Linked DNA regions of Manis pentadactyla: region 1 is linked to region 2. The links are chromatin contacts, called in public Hi-C maps. All regions are on one chromosome and are shown on one strand. The core of a region is the stretch at or near the end of the contact, and the rest is flanking DNA. Distances in the headings are between cores, read along the strand shown.

What was found. Hi-C and Micro-C count contacts between places; a contact is called where the count stands out from the background.
Region 1: a Hi-C map of fibroblasts shows a contact between it and region 2, with 2.9 times the contacts expected there. The contact joins the promoter of NDUFAF2 here to the promoter of ZSWIM6 in region 2. A contact is called at or near these places in 2 of 3 Hi-C or Micro-C datasets (fibroblasts and skin fibroblasts).

The regions. Positions count from the first base shown.
Region 1 is chr2:95,230,102-95,234,187 of mManPen7.hap1, reverse strand. NDUFAF2 (NADH:ubiquinone oxidoreductase complex assembly factor 2) reads left to right here and starts at 1,710. Exons shown (of 4, transcript XM_036901810.2): 1 at 1,710-1,932. The coding sequence starts at 1,806. It overlaps ERCC8 (ERCC excision repair 8, CSA ubiquitin ligase complex subunit), which reads right to left and starts at 1,662. Exons shown (of 11, transcript XM_057494946.1): 1 at 1,506-1,662. The coding sequence starts at 1,582. All of the region lies in intron 1 of LOC130681673 (a long non-coding RNA gene), which reads right to left.
Region 2 is chr2:94,904,299-94,908,731 of mManPen7.hap1, reverse strand. It overlaps ZSWIM6 (zinc finger SWIM-type containing 6), which reads left to right and starts at 2,955. Exons shown (of 14, transcript XM_057494931.1): 1 at 2,955-3,760. The coding sequence starts at 3,010.

The sequences.
Region 1 (4,086 bases), core at 461-2,960, 330 kb before region 2:
CTGAGAGTGATCAAGGCACCCGCTTTCCTGGACATGCGTTACAGGAATAGTTGCAGCAAATAGGAATAAAGTGGAAGTTTCATGTGCCATATAACCCTACCGAACAGGCATGATAAAGAGGAACAATGGTTTGTTGAAATCTGGCCTAGAGTCGGATACCAATAGTCTAATGGGGCTGGTCAGTTCGTTTATGGACAGTGCTAAGGCGTATGAATGAGAAGCCCCAGAAAGGAGCCTTGAGCCCTGTGGACATGCTGACACACATTGCTGCCTCTCCTGTACAACTGTATGTGCAAACCAAAGAGGATTTATTGAAGCCAGGATATGGCCAGCAGAGCAACATCCTGCTGCCAGCCCCAACTGCATTAAACCCTGGAGACTCTATTGAGTGGATGTGGCCCTGGACATTTTGACACATGGACCAGCGATGGCTGGCCCTTCTGGCACCTTGGGGAAAAAACCTGGAAGCTGAGTGGCCCCCTAAGATAATGGTAGTGTACCAAAAACATCCCGGAGGTAAAACATCTTATGGGGAAGTTTTGTTTTAACTTTATGGCTAGTGCATGTACCTCCTGTAGTCCTATATATTGACCCATCTGTAACTCCCACAGAGAGGGGGGTGAAAGTCTGGTATACTAGATGAGATTCCATTCCTGCCACTGTCCTATCACAGGACCACTCTCTTGCATGTCCTACCTGATGGACAAGATTTGCCTATGCTGATGTCATTAAAACATGTATCTTGTCGTCCTTAAGCTTATTTTCTTCTACAGTCCTTGTGTCCTGGACCCACCGCTTGGCTGCAGCTGCCCCTTGATCATTGCTGTCAACTTCCTACTGGTTCAGCTACTGACTGCCTGTAGAATGGGCGAGTTATGGATTTTGAATTTAGCAGATTCCTTTGGCTTGAGGATTATCATGATTTTATTGCTGTTGCTATTGTATGTTATTAGCCTGGTTACAGTGCTCCAGTTTTCTGGCACAGGGGCCATTGTGGAAGATGGGGAGCAAGTAGATTGTGAGGCGAAATTTTTGGAGGGGTGGGCTGTGGGTAAAATTGCAATATATCCAGAAACTCTTTCCTGGCTTTAGTGCATCTACACAAAATAGTTGTTTCCATCGGGTGGGGAGAAGTAGTCAACCTCCGTATCAATATGTAATTATTAGGGCGAGCGAGGGCTTATCTGGACAAGAGGTTGGGTGGTGCCTCTTCTCCTACAGCCGAGTAGCCAGAGACACGGGAGGGTTAGATGTGGGCTGCTTGTAAGAAATAAAGGGGTTTCTTCCACTTTATTTCTCCCTGAAAGGTATTTCGCCCCAGGATTTTCCCCCCGGAGTTACAGAAAGGTACTTTATTTTCTCAGGCCACGGAGCAGAAGAGAAAGTAAAGCCGAGTTTGGTGGGAGGAAAGTGACAATGAAGCGGGAAAGTGTGAAACCGGGCTAATACAGAGAATGGACCGGATTTAAAGTGGCCTGTTAGAGAGAAGAGTTAAATTCCTTTACCTCCGTGTGGACACTGCTCTACGGAGGCGAAGAGGTTCGTCCAGGCCCGCTTGCCGCGCCGACAGAAACCCCAGCATACCGTTCCGTCACAGAGAACGGGCCGTGGCACGCCGCCATGACAGCTCGGAGGCGGGTCCAACAGCGTAGCCTCCCGTTGGTCGGGCGGCGATGCCCTCCGGCCAGTTGTGGGCGCCGTTACTGGAGGGCGGGCGGGGAGGCGGTCGCGGGCGGAGTCGGCGGCTGGGGCGTTGCTGCAGGGGTCCCAGCGGGTCCCACTGCCCCTCGCAGTACGCAGAGCGCATGGCTTGGGTTCAGAGTGTTTTCCGCGCCCTGCGCAGATCGCTGTCAAAGGAAGTGAAGAAGCAGGTGGGCACAGACCGGTTCGGTAACAAATACTACTATATCCCGGAGTACAAGAACTGGAGAGGTGAGGGGAGAGTGAGGGCAGCGGTTGCGCGGTCAGTAAGAGGGGAAAGTGAGAGCGCCTCGGGAACGAGCGCAACGTGCGACACACAAGATGTCACACGAGGGGAAACCCGTTCACTCTGGCGCCTGTCCCGGAGCGCCTCCGCGCGCGGCCCCGCACTCCCTGTGCCCGGCCCTGTGCCGCTGCGCCGTGGTCCGCTTCGCCCGGTCGCGCCAGCGCGAGCCCGCACACCTGTCCTCCCGCGCGGAGGGCGCCCCGGCAGGTCCTTGCCGCTGGGCGACTGGACGGGGACAAGTCCACGAGATCTACCAAAGGCCCTCGGGAGGAGCGGCAAATGGCTTTCTTCCTCCTTTGCCCCCTTGCGACCAGGCCGAGGGGTGTAATTGAAGAGGTGTAACTGGAGCGCCTCCGCTTTCCTTTCTAATTGTTTACCTCTTACCTAAGTAACTCAGGTGCTGGCCTCTCGCATCACCTTCCTCACAACCAAAACTGGTCAGAAGTAGGTCCGTGCACATTGACCATGGAAAGGAGATCCCCACAGGGCTCCATGTTAACCTTTACCATGAGTTCACACTCCAAGACCCGTTGAACTCACTTTAAGATTGGTGGCTCTTAACCGTTGTGCTTCTGTGTAGGTTTCATGCGAAATAGTGGAGTTTAGGGAGCTAAGGGGTGTTCTTCTCCGTTAAAATCACACCAGGTAGCAGCCTTCATAACCTCTTCTCTGTTGTTCCATCACTGGGATGCAAAGGATCTCAGGCTTTGGGGTGAGAAAGTCTTGTATAAGAATTTCAGCACTGACACCTAATAGCTGAGGGATCATGGACAAAATATCCTTCCCCAGTCTCAGTCTCCTCACTTAAAAGTTAGAGGGGATGATGATAGCAATTATATCGAGCGGGCCTAAAATATTTCCAAAATTGTTTTCCATTCATTCCCTGTATCTCTTGACAAAGGGAATGAGTCCTTCCTTCCTTTCTGGTAGAGCACAAAGTGCATTGGATGATTTATCACTCAAAATTGTTTTGCTTAGCCTTTTTCTAAGCAAAATAAATAAAATAAAGTAACTTATTTTAATATCTTAGGCTTGTTTCCCTAATGAACTTATATACTCTGTCAGGGCAGGGAATATATCTTTTTTAAAAAGTCCACAAAGAACTTGGCATGGTGGTGAAGTATTTCTTGACAGATTGCAAGGGAAAGGTGTTTTGCTTCCATAAGATGTCAGTACTGTTAAAAAATGTACAGAACATCAGACTGACTTTTTTTTATTGATGTATCCTTTACTTGCAGTAATAATCGCCCTTTTTGGTGTATGGTTGTATGATTTTTGACAAAGGCTAGAGTCATGTAACTATCACATAATCAAGATACAGTTCTATCACCCCAGAAATTTCCTACTAACCCTCAGTGTTCATTCCCTCACTCCATACAAGCCCTTGGCAACAACTGGTCTGTTTTATGGCCCTATAGTTTGGCCTTTTCCAGAACGTCATTTAAAAAGAATTACACAGGGTGTAGTCTTTTGAATCTAGCTTATTTCATATAGCATAATGCAGTGGAGATTGATCCATGTGTCAGTAGTTGTTTCTTCTTATTGCTAAGTAGTAGTCCATTATATGGGTGTACCACCGTTTTTTATTCACTCGTCAAATGAAGGGCATTTGGGTTGTTTCTAGTTTTTGCCCACACAGGATTTTATGTGACTAAGTTTTCATTTCTCTTGAGTAAATACCTAGGAGGGGATTACTGTGTTGTGTGGTTAATGTATATATAACTTTATAAGAAACTACCACACCATTTTCCAAATTGGCAATATTATTTTGCCTTCCTGCCAGCAATACGTGAAAGTTCTAGATTCATATCCTCACTATCACTTGGTATTGTCTGTTTTTATGTTTATTTTTGCCATTCTACTAGGTACATAGAGGTATCTCATTGTGGTTTTGATTTTCATTTTCCTAATGGCTGAGAATGTTGAGAATCCTTTCATGTACTTATTTTACCATCCATAGATTTTTGATGATGCATCTGTTCAAATTTTTGCCTGTTAAAAAATTTTGTATCAATTTCATTGTGTCATTTCATTTCAAGGAAAATATAATATCATTACAGAAAGATTTAAATAAAAAAATATTTTCTGTCCTAAAATAG
Region 2 (4,433 bases), core at 1,706-4,205:
ATTTAAAGGGACTTCAGCAGGACGGTGTCACCATCACAATTGTACTTGAGGAAGCACAGCAGCTGGGTGGAGGAGGATTTGAAGGAGGAAAGGTTATACAGACATACCAGTGAGGAGAATCTGCAGAGTGAAGAGGAATAATGGACTGGGCAGCAAGAGGGGCTGGGATAGACAACACAGTGAGTAAACCCATATGGGAGTTGCAGGCAAACACAAAGAGGAATAAAGCTTGGGAACCTATGAACAGGTAGCAAGAGAGGTAACCTAGGGAAAGGAAGAGAACCTGTTTTTCAGGGAAAGGCAGTACTTTGGGTTTCAGGTGGGCATGGGCACTCTTCATGACAGTGGAAAACGGAGCTGACCAGTAGGAAGAGATCAGTGAGCTGAAGCAGAGGCCATGGCTGGAAATTGGTAATGGTGGAGACTCCAAGGGGTAGGTCACCAAACGTGGAGAAGAGGAACATGATAGGTTATACAGCGGGGTGGTACGTTAAACAGTTTGGAGGAAGAGACAATCAAGAACAAGGCAGAGAGGAATCAGGTGGAGAGGTTGGAGGGACAGGAAAGAGGGAGGGAGAGAGTGGTCTCAGTGTAAGGGGCTGCAGAAGGAAAACTGGGTCAGGCTGAGCTGGTGGTTCTGGATTCTTCCTTGAATTTGAGAGTTAAACTAGATTCCCTTCAATATAGGATGATGCCTTAAATCCAGTCTCTGGTTCATTACATTTAACATCTCCGAATGTTAGGCACCTCCAAAGGTGTTTATTTTCCTTTTCAATAATAATTAATTTCTTCCACTAACACCTCCTATGACACTGAATGAGTGAGTCACTGTGTCTGGGGGCACCTGTTTTGTCATCTTTAACTTTCCAGTTTAGCAATCCTGTGTGTATTTTCCAGTGCCTGTATGTATGAAATGCTTGGTAATCTACACGCTATTATACAAGCCTAAGTCCTATCATGAGTGTACTTGAGTACAGAATAAAGCCCATATTGTATTTTACTTTTCTTTCTTTTATTACTATGTTTAAAAAAATATAAACATTATTATTTTTTAAGAGGTTCAGAAATGGAACTGGAGGAAAGAGCTGTCCCATCCCATTTGCCCACATATTCTTCCAGTTTTCTCCTCAGGCCTTTTCCTAAGCATTGAGGAGATGCCCAGAAAAACACCAGACGGATATACAAAAACATAATGTCACCAAAATTTTCCTAACAAGCAAGGCAGCTATGGAAAGTGTGCCAGCGTCTCTTCCCCTAGGACCTACCTACAGTCTGGGGCTTGGTAAGGTCTGACGAGGGAAAGAGCCAAGACCTGGAGCTCGAGGTTTCCCGCTCCTCAGTCCTGAGTGGGCTATTTTAAACCTGGGAAGCGTTCTATCCCTTTAAGTTAAATCCAGGCAACGATTGCAGGCAGGTGGGCACCAGCCAATAACCTTAAGAGATGCGAAAGTGTCAAAGCAGATACAGCTAGGGCTTATCTTTCACAATAGCGACAGTATCAGTAACACGTTTTACAGTAAAAACAGTAGGTGGGGTAAAGAGTAAGGACAACTCTCACGTAGTAATTAAGTCCGAGGCTTGAACCCAGATTTGACCAAGCTCTGTGTAGTGCGAAGAACCATGTCCACAGGGCTGCCTGTTCATTTAGCATGGGACTCGCTTTACCTTCGCCGACGCCTTCGCACCAGCGAGCTGCACTCTTCGTTCACTCAGGCTTGCCTGCCCCCCCGCGCTGCCTTTCTGCCGGACGATGGGCCGTTCGGGAGCTGCCGAGGCTGCAGAGAACGCTCGCAGTGGCTCCCCGCAGCAGGGCGTCCGGGGCCAAGCCGGGTCGCAGACCTAAGTGGGCACCGGGCGCGCTCAGCCGCCGTCCGCCGCCGGCTGGGCTGTGCGCGCGCTCCCGTGGCGTGAGTACTCACAAAGGTGTGTTTGTAAAATGCACTGCCCAGGTGGACCCTCCGCCCCGATCAATCGCACCCCGGGCCTGGACTGGGGTATCGGCGGCGCGGCCGTGACGAGAGCCGGTTCAAGTTCCCTAGCTCCGCGTCAACGAGTGGGCCGGCTTCCTCGCCCGCGGGGCTCAGGGACCGCGAGGGCGGAAAGGCTGTGGCCAGCTCCGGACGCGTGTCCCACAGCTGCGGGCCAGGTTCGGAGCGCTCTACGCGTTTGCGGACACTTTGGTTGTCTCGGCCCCCGGCCCGGCCGCCGGGAGAGAGCGTACGCGGGATTCAGGGCTGGGTGCGCCGCAGCCACGAGGGGCAGTGGAGCAGACGCTCGCCTCCCTCACCCGGGTCTGCATAAGTGAACTGGAAAACAGCCTCCGAGCCCAGCCTCCTCCCTCTCCTCGCCGCCGCAGCCCCAGCTGGGGGTGGAGAGAGTTCCCCCGGGCTGGCTGGAGGGGAAGCCGGAGGCCGGGCGGCTTCGGCCGCACCTCCTCCGCCTTCCTCTCCACCACCGTCCCCCGGGTTCCACGCCGCATTTCTTTGTTTTGAAAGCGCCTCCTTCGCCCAAAGGCTTTTCCCCGGCGGGCAGGCTCTGACGGGGGGTGGGGCATAGGCCCGCGGGCCCCGCCCCCTACTTAGCCCGGACCCCTCCCTTGGCTCTTCTCCCATTTCCCCTTCCCTCGCGCTACGACCCGAAAGGCGCGTCCTCACTTGCAGGACATCAAAAGGAGAACGGGAATTGGAGAGGGAAGTCGAGGAGGCAGGGGGGCGCAGAGACCCACCCACCTTCGGCCCGGCCCGGCGGCCCCCCTCCCGCGGGAACCCCGCCTGAGCCCCGCCTCCCCGCGTCACAGCAGCCTGACATTCTCACAACCCTTCGGGCATCCAAACCCACCGCCTCCGCCTACCCCTGTGTCCGCCGAGTGCTCTATTTATGTTACAGCCCAGCGATTTGCATAGACTCCGCCTCTGGCCCTAGGTTTCCCCTATCGGTGCCCCGCCTTAGCTTTTGCGTCACGGAAAAGGCCCCACCTTTTGTGCCCGTAAAAGGAGCGGCGGGCCCTAGATGGCAGCGTGGCGTCGCGGCAGCGTGTACGTGTCGCGCTTCCTTGTGCCGTTTATAGGGTCCTGGCACTTCCGCTGTCGGGTTAGAAGCGGCGCGGTCATGGCGGAGCGCGGACAGCAGCCTCCTCCCGCGAAACGACTCTGCTGCCGGCCGGGCGGCGGCGGCGGCGGCGGCGGCGGCGGCAGCGGCGGCGCAGGAGCGGGTGGTGGCTATAGCTCTATCTGTCGGCCGGGCCCGCGAGCTGGAGGTGCAGCTGCGGCGGCGTGCGGGGGCGGCGCGGCGCTGGGGCTGCTGCCGCCGGGTAAGACCCAGAGCCCCGAGTCGCTGCTGGACATCGCGGCGCGCAAGGTGGCCGAGAAGTGGCCGTTCCAGCGCGTGGAGGAGCGCTTCGAGCGCATCCCGGAGCCGGTGCAGCGCCGCATCGTCTATTGGTCCTTCCCCCGCAGCGAGCGGGAGATCTGCATGTACTCTTCCTTCAACACCGGCGGCGGCGCCGCGGGCGGCCCCGGAGACGACAGCGGCGGCCCCGGCGGCGCGGGCGGCGGAGGCGGCGGCGGCGGCGGCGGCTCCTCGTCCTCGCCGGCCGCCACCTCGGCCGCCGCCGCCGCTGCTGCCGCCGCCGCCGCAGGGGCCGGGACCCCGTCGGTGGGGGCTGCCGGGGCGGCGGACGGCGGCGACGAGACACGGCTGCCCTTCCGCCGGGGTATCGCGCTGCTGGAGAGCGGCTGCGTCGACAACGTTCTGCAAGTCGGTGAGTCACCGGCAACTGCGGGGTGGTCCGTCCGTCAGTCCCTCGGGGGCTCGGGGGTGTCCTCCTCCATTCCTCCGGGGAGCCCCTCAGCTCGGCGCGCGTCCACACCGGCCAGGACGGTGCTCCGGAGAGCCCATTTCCCTCCCGCCCGTCCCCGCCCCCCTTCTCCCCGGACGGGCCAGCGCGAGTGGGAAATGAATCAGCAGGACGCGCCCCGCCGTGGGGTCGGCAGGGTCGGAGTCGGGCTCCCCACCCTCCTCCAGGGGGCACGTCCTGGAGGGCAGCTCGCCGCCTCGGAGGAGTGGATGTGGACAAAGGCACGGGCGGCCGGCCGGCTCCGGCGGAGGGTGTGTGTGGCGGGGCCGTGCCGTGCGGGGCGGGGGAGGGGGCGCGGGCCGCACAGACAATGCCGGCCGGGGCCGAGCCGGCGGCCGGGCCGCGCTCGGCGCTCTGCCTTTTCTCTCCTCTCGTCTCTTGCTCGCTCCTCTTTCTTTCTCCTCTTCTCCGCTCCCGCCCCCTCGATTTGAGGGTAGGGGAATACATTTTAATGGCCCTCGGCGGCCGCTTTTTGGGCTTCGACGACGGGCTGGCGGCCGCGGCGCTCCGGGGTCGCTGCGGCGTCTGGTCTGGTCTGGCCCAGGCGAGCTCCGCCAGCCGCCCCGGCATTTAAGTG